Linked DNA regions of Hordeum vulgare: region 2 is linked to region 1. The links are chromatin contacts, called in public Hi-C maps. All regions are on one chromosome and are shown on one strand. Each heading gives the region's core, a stretch centred on a gene start, on an enhancer-like site or on the middle of the called end of the contact. The rest is flanking DNA. Distances are from core to core; before and after follow the strand shown. Region 1 holds the start of LOC123452310 (UDP-glucose 6-dehydrogenase 4). Region 2 holds the start of LOC123452313 (cyclic nucleotide-gated ion channel 2).

The links. A called contact is a pair of places that touch in the nucleus more often than the background predicts.
Region 2: a contact with region 1 is called in a Hi-C map of seedling, with 3 times the contacts expected there. The contact joins the promoter of LOC123452313 here to the promoter of LOC123452310 in region 1. A contact is called at or near these places in 1 of 6 Hi-C or Micro-C datasets (seedling) and 1 of 1 datasets of contacts at active chromatin or transcription factors (embryo).

Annotation. Positions count from the first base shown.
Region 1 is chr5H:529,508,972-529,512,513 of MorexV3_pseudomolecules_assembly, reverse strand. LOC123452310 (UDP-glucose 6-dehydrogenase 4) reads right to left here and starts at 2,242. Exons shown (of 2, transcript XM_045128952.1): 1 at 2,115-2,242; 2 at 1-1,520. The coding sequence starts at 1,504. The coding sequence ends at 62.
Region 2 is chr5H:529,812,049-529,816,049 of MorexV3_pseudomolecules_assembly, reverse strand. It overlaps LOC123452313 (cyclic nucleotide-gated ion channel 2), which reads right to left and starts at 1,466. Exons shown (of 5, transcript XM_045128955.1): 1 at 465-1,466. The coding sequence starts at 1,148.

The DNA of each region.
Region 1 (3,542 bases), core at 993-3,492:
TGCAGCCCCGATCGACGACGCCGCCGGCAGACAGACGAGGCCGGCCGACGTGGAGAGCGAATTAGGCGACGGCGGGCATGTCCTTGAGCCACCCGTCGAGCGGCTTGCCGATGGAGTAGACGATGAAGCCGATCTCCCTGAGCTTCTCGGCGTCGACGACGTTGCGGCCGTCGAAGACGAAGGCCGGCTTCTGCATGTTGTCGAAGATCTTCTTGTAGTCCAGCGACTTGAACTCGTTCCACTCGGTGAGGATGCACACGGCGTGGGCGCCCTTGGTGGCCTCGTACGCGTCCCACACCACGCTCACCTGCTTCACGGCCGTGGGGCTCGTCGGCTGCAGGTGCATCGGGTGGTCCCAGTCGAACTTGTTCATGGCCAGGTCGCGCTGGATCTGGTCCTCCGTCACCTGCGGGTCGTAGATGCTCACCTGGGCCTTGTCGCCCAGCAGGCCCTTGCACACGTCGATGGCCGGGGTCTCCCGGGTGTCGCCGGTATCCTTCTTGAAGGCGAACCCGAGCACGGCGATCTTCTTGCCGGACACGGTGTTGAACATGGACGACACCACGCGGTTCACGAACCGGCTCTTCTGGTAGTCGTTGATCTTGATCACCTGCTTCCAGTAGTTGGCCACCTCCGGCAGGCCGTTGCACTCGCAGATGTACACCAGGTTCAGGATGTCCTTCTGGAAGCACGACCCGCCGAACCCGACGCTGGCGTTCAGGAACTTGGGACCGATCCTCGAGTCCTTGCCGATGGCGTACGACACCTCCGACACGTTGGCGCCCGTGGCCTCGCACAGCGCCGACATGGCGTTCACGGACGAGATCCTCTGGGCCAGGAAGGCGTTGGCGGCGAGCTTGGAGAGCTCGGCAGACCACAGGTTGGTGGTGATGATGTTCTCCTCGGGCACCCAGTGGGCGTACACCGACTTGAGAGCCTCGACGGCCTTCCTGCCCTCGGGGGTCTCCCGGCCACCGATGAGCACTCTGTCGGGCTTGAACAGGTCGTCGATCGCAGTGCCCTCGGCGAGGAACTCCGGGTTGGACAGGATCTGGTAGTTGATGCCCTTGCTGTTGTGGGTCAGGATCTTCTCAATGGCCTCTGCGGTCTTGACGGGGACGGTGGACTTCTCGACGACGATCTTATCCGACTTGGACACATCGGCGATCATCCGGGCGGCGCTCTCCCAGTAGGTGAGGTCGGCAGCCTTGCCGGCTCCCAGACCACGGGTCTTGGTGGGGGTGTTGACGGAGACGAAGATGATGTCGGCCTCGGCGACATGCTTCTCAACATCAGTGCTGAAGAAGAGGTTCTTGCCCCTGCAGGCCTTGACAACATCATCGAGGCCAGGCTCGTAGATCGGGAGGGTGTCGCTGTTCCAGGCGTCAATGCGGGGCTTGGAGATGTCGACGACCACCACCTCAATTGCTGGGCACTTGATGGCAATGACAGCCATTGTTGGGCCGCCGACGTAGCCAGCACCGATGCAGCAGATCTTCACCATCTTGGCTGCTTACAACCTGTGATGACAGCAAAGAATTGTTTTCAGAGGATTGAAAAACAGGGCATCTAACTAATTTCACTGCACATCTCAGACTCAGAGTAAACAGAAGCAATCAAGATTCAGATCCTTAAAGAGAAAGTATGTGACAGAAATGTTCATAGTTGAAGCTACAGAAATGTTCTAAGAAATCTTCTATCCAACTAATCCGGCAAATAAGCATGAACAGTTATGAGTAACAGCATGAACATCACAGCATGATCTAACTTTAGGTGAAAACGCGGTGCCTACTACTTCCGCAGACTGCATACAAGGAGCATGACAGACTGAACGGAGATCACACCAATCACCCGATCCACCGGCAGCGGCAACAGCCAGCAGGCCAAATGAAAAATTCACAGCACGGAGCACTACTACCCAAACCACTAACTAAATCAAGACAATGAATCTGAATCGAACACTCGGCCAGATCTGAAGACAGCAAGCACCTTCAGAGAAACCGAGAAAAGCACAACAGCCACAGCATGAAAACCATGCTCCTCGCAAAGATCAGGCACCAAAGCTACAGACTAAAACCGAAGGAGACGCTAACCAGATCAGGGGAAACTCTCACCAGATCTCAGCAACTCGGAGAAGATCTCGAGAGGAGAGGAGGGGCGCGCACTGCTGGAGGAAAGCAACGGAGGCGACTTCTTGGTATGCAGAGAAGAAGCTGCTGCCCACGAGTTGTATGCAGAGAGGGGGCTGCAACTCCTTATATACCCCTTTCAACCAAGCCACCAGGTTGGATCTACCCTGCTCTGGAAAATTAACCGCGTGAGGAAGGCCGGTCAGAAACCGGAATAAAATTTGAGTAGGTGTGAGTTGGTCTTGCAAGGCAAAGTGCCGCTCTCATGCCATCCATGAGCCCACCAGACTTGCGTTGATGGAAAAGGTTTCAGATGAGTCCATGACACACCACCAACCTCCTCACTCTAAACCAATCAGAGAGAAAAATCTAAACCAATCAGAGAGAAAAATATAGGAAAAATACCAGAGGTGTTAGAGAATAAATAAATAGCGTGTGATCAGATCTGAAGGTTCGGACCCTTTTCTTCATGTTATCTCTTGTTCAGTGTATGTATACATGCTACAAAAATACGGCCGGAGTGGCTGTGTACTCGTACCCCATGAACATGAACGAGGACATGGATGGTGTGGAGGAATAATTGGGGGCAAGCGACATTAAGTATTTTAGTCGATGGTCAACTATGGCAGCGGCAGAGTAATTTTGAGGACAAAATCACCTAGGATGCAGAAGTTACAGTGTTTGGTTGAGATGTAAGAAGTGCCAAGCTATGTCCAACCACTGGGAGCATGCGATGGAAACCTTCAAAGCCCAGACACGGTCAAAATCAGGAACCTGATGTTGGTGCCGTTGCTTGTCCCAACGATACTCTACTAATCAAAACATGTGTATAATAAACCACTTGCAATTTTTACTGATTAAAAACACAGCGGCTGAACCTTCCACGTGAAAGCTCCAGCATACATGACAGTACTCAGAATTAGACTCTGAATATAACCTATTTTCAAGAGAAGAAAGAGCGCAACCACGAAAAATACAGAATTGTCATGGTCCTACTCTTAAGTCACCGTCATCTGATTTTATTTTCTTTTGCAACAACAAGTCACTGTCAGCTGATTGCTATAACTAATAATAGACTAAGGAAGACTCCATCTTTCTTCCGACTTTAAGGCATCGTTTAGGAAAGACACTGAACGTCAGGGCACTTGTTTACACGGTCCAAGGTCAAGGGTTGTCACATGCTCTAGCTAGCAAGTCAACAAAAATCAGAACTTCCTCTTCTTATAAGTCAAATTTCTCAAGCACTGCAATGCATTATTTATGCACATCACATGAAAGAAACATATATATTCAAGCCATCATCAAAATACAAATCACAAGAAAGAAAACCGTAACATTATGAGTATGAGTTCCTTCAAGGTCAAGAAAGTCATAAGAAAACAAACAAAACAAACCATGATTAAAAGAACCTCC
Region 2 (4,001 bases), core at 217-2,716, 300 kb before region 1:
ATTATTCGCGCATCGGTCTCTGTCGTCCTGATGCTAATTTCGATCGGAATTCTCTACTCCGCTCTGCTGCTAGGGCCATGGCCATGGCCATGGCCGTTCCAGTAAGCTGCCAGTAGACACATGGACACGTACCTGCAAATTTACACATGAACTGGCTGGCTGGTGGGCACTGTTGTACGTGCCATGTGTACTCATGTGTGTGCCCTACTGCTAACATTTCCGACAAGGACGTAGGCTGTGGTCTGTCTAAGAACCAGACATGGGGCTACGCCCATAATTCTGGCACATTTTATTGCCCACCTACTTGAGCGCGGCATGTCGTTCTAATGGATGGTTCCATGATTCAGAGCTTGATTTGATTTCCATGGTGAAAAATGGTGGTAAAAATCGACGTTGGAGGTCATACGTACACGGTACACAGGTCACAGGTGGGCAGTTGAAGTGAGAGAGGTAGGCTGGCTGACCTGGGGGATGGGTAGGATGACGAAGAGGTCGAAGCAGAGGCCCTTGAGGGAGCGGGCGTAGTGGGCGGCGATGGCGCGCGGGTCCCAGACGAGCTTGCCGCAGCCGACGACGAGCGACTCGCGGGAGACGTAGGCGAGGCGGAACTGGACGAGGACGTGGGCGAGGTGGGCCACGTCGGCGGCGGTGCGCAGCGCGGTGACGGCGGCGGCGAGGCCGGCGTCCATGTACATGCAGGGGCGGCCCGCGCGGCCGATGGAGAGCGCGTAGAAGAAGAGCGGGTCGACGGCCAGCGCGGCCGCGCGGCCCAGCAGGATCCAGCGGTTCCAGCGCTGCACGCGCTTGCTCCGCGGGTCGAGCACCGGCCCGAACAGCCAGCGCGCGGCGGCGACGGCGGCGGCGGCCCCCGGGAGCGGCTGGGCGCGCACGGGCACTAGCGAGGAGCCGGCGTCGGCGTCCCAGCCCGGCGAGTGCACCTGGTCGCACGTCGTGGAGTGGAACGCCGGCACCCCCGGCTGCGTGCACGCGTAGCACTCCCCCGGAGGCCCCGCCGCCGGCCGCCGGCCGGTCGAGGACCCTGCGGCCTGCGACTGCGACTCCTCATCCCCGCTGCGGTCCGCGCCGCCCGAGCCCAGGCCCAGCGTCCTGGTGAGGAGGGAGCGGAGGGCGGAGAGTGATGGAGGCATGTCCCATGTACGGTGGTGTCAACCATGAAACGACCGACCGTCGAGCTATGGGCTTTGGCTGCTGGCGTATAATAAAGGGTGTCTGGAGTCTGGACTGTGCTGGAGGTGGAAGAAGGAGGAGCTGGAGGCAGGGAGAGATTGGAGCGAGCGGGGGAAAGGCTTGCGCGGCAGCGCAGGTGGCGGTACAACTGTCTCTGGGACCTATACGTGGCAGCGTGGGGTCGTATCGTAGTCGTAGGCGCCTAGGCCGTCGCCGTTGTGCAGCGATGGAGCCGTACTGGCTCGCTCCACCTACCCAACCAACCTCTCTATGATATGATGGGGAGGCTTGGCGAGAAGCGTACGTCGTTCGTATCGCACACACGCTGAGTCTCTGCTCACAACTTCAGAAGTAGAGCCGTAGAGTGCTAACTTTGGTATGGTACAAAATCGTCGCGTGGTCATGGGATCGAATGAATGGTACAAAATCGTCTTGCTACGGGATCGCTGCTGTATTCAGGTCAGAGCGTGCGAGAGCGATGCGTCACCGGATCAAAATAGTTTTTCCGCACCGCTACGTAGCGGCCAAGCATCAACCGTTTAGAGTTTGCTTCGAGATTCGTGACACGTTTGTGTGTACTTCTTCCGTTCCTGAATATAAGATATTTTAAAATTTTCATTATAGACTAGATGCAAAGCAAAATGAATAAACCTATATCCTAAAATATGACTACATACGATTTATAATAATTTTTTTAAAAGGTTTTATATTTAGGAACGAGGAAGTAAATCATTTGTCATGCAATACAGGGAGAAGGTACCAGCATGCCAGTTCATGTCAGCCTTTGGTCATTGGATAGAGAAAGAGAGTGGGAGTAAGAAAATGTAAAAGGACAGTTGCTTGCATTCTCTCACCCCACGACCCATGTAAAAGACCTGCATTTCTATTCCTTGTGTCATTTTAAATAATCGATAACTTTTTATATACTTAAATTCAGTGCGATAAGACCTTTAAAACAAGACCATCTTGGATATAGTTTGAATAGTTTAAATTTTATAGTTTTCATATTTCAATGTCAGCTATATTTTTGAGTACGAGTCTCATAAACTAGAATAAGCAGCTTCATGAACATAATCAATTTCAGACACTGGAACAATCCATTTCTTTCGCACACTCAAGCCACCTGACAAACTCATCGAAACATGTTTCATATATTTAGAGAATAACGGTTTCATATCTTTGAAATGTTGAAAATATATGCACTAGAGGCAATATAAAGTGGTTATTATTATATATTTTTTGTTCATGATAATCGTTTATTATCCATGCTAGAATTGTACTGACCGGAAACTTAAATACATGTATGGATATGTAAGCAACATCATACCTTAGTGAGCTTCTACTAGACTAGCTCGTTGATCAAAGATGGTTAAGGTTTTCTAACCATATACATGAGTTGTTATTTGATAACGGGATCACATCATTAGAAAATGATGTGATGGACAAGACACGACCATAAGCATAACATTTGATTGTATCACTTAGTTTATTGCTACTGCTTTCTTCGTAACATCGGAGAAACGCCTTGTGTGTATCAAACATCACTTCGTAACTGGGTGACCATAAAGATATTCTACAAGTATCTCCGAGGGTGTTTGTTGGGTTGGCATGAATCAAGACTGGAATTTGTCACTCCGTATGAGAGAGAGTTATCTATGGGCCCTCTCGGTAATACAACATCACAAGAAGCTTACAAGTAATGTGACTAAGGAGTTAGTCACGAGATCTTGTATTACGGAACAAGTAAACAGACTTGCCGGTAATGATATTGAATAAGGTATGAGATATCAACGATCGAATCTCGCGCAAGTAACGTATCGCTAGGAAAAGGGAATTGCATACGAGATTAACTAAATTCTTGACATCGTGGTTCAACCGATGAAGATCTTCGTGGAATATGTAGGAACCAATATGGGCATCCTGGTCCCACTATTGGTTATTGACCAGAGAGGTATCTCGATCATGTCTATATGATTCTCGAACCCGTAGGATCGCACACGTAACGTTCGATAGCGCTAGGGTAATGTTGAGATATTAATAATGGAAATTCCGTAAGTTGTTTGGAGTCTAGGATGGGATCCAGGACATCACGAGGAGCTCTAGAATGGTCCGGAGGTAAAGATTTATATATGGGAAGTCATATTCAGGGTTCCAAAAAAGTTTTTGGGTATATGAGAATTTATAACGCTGGAATTAGGTTATGTAGACCCACATGCGGGCCACAAGCCACCTAGGCACGCCCCTGCCTTGTCGCTCCCACGTGTATTGTCTGGTTTCCTCCCGAAACTTCCACGATCTCTTTTTGTCCCCAAAAAATCATCAAGAATTTTCATTGTGTTTGTACTTCGCTTGGTATGGATTTTCTCAGAAACTAAAACACATGCAAGAAAACAAGAGTTAGCACTATGTACTTAGTTAATAGGTTAGTTTATAAAAACAATATAAAATTAAATATAAAGCATAGTTGATTGATAATATAATATTACTAAACAATCGAAAAATTAAAGATATGTTGGAGACGTATCATCTTCGTCGCCTTGCCGGAAGGGAACCTCTTGACTGCTGCTACTTTGTAGATGCGTTGGGTTTTTCCTCCAAGAGGAAAGGATGATGTAGTAAAGTAGAAATAAGTATTTTTCTTAGTTGAGAACCAATATTTATCAAACGAACAGTAGAATCACACAAACAATCGCTGACATTACCTACACACACAAGAGCAAATAATTGCACCAATGCGGGCAAGAGGGTTCTCAATCCACTTGTACCCGTTAATTGCAAACATTAAATCTGGTGTAGTAGATAGATAAATTGCA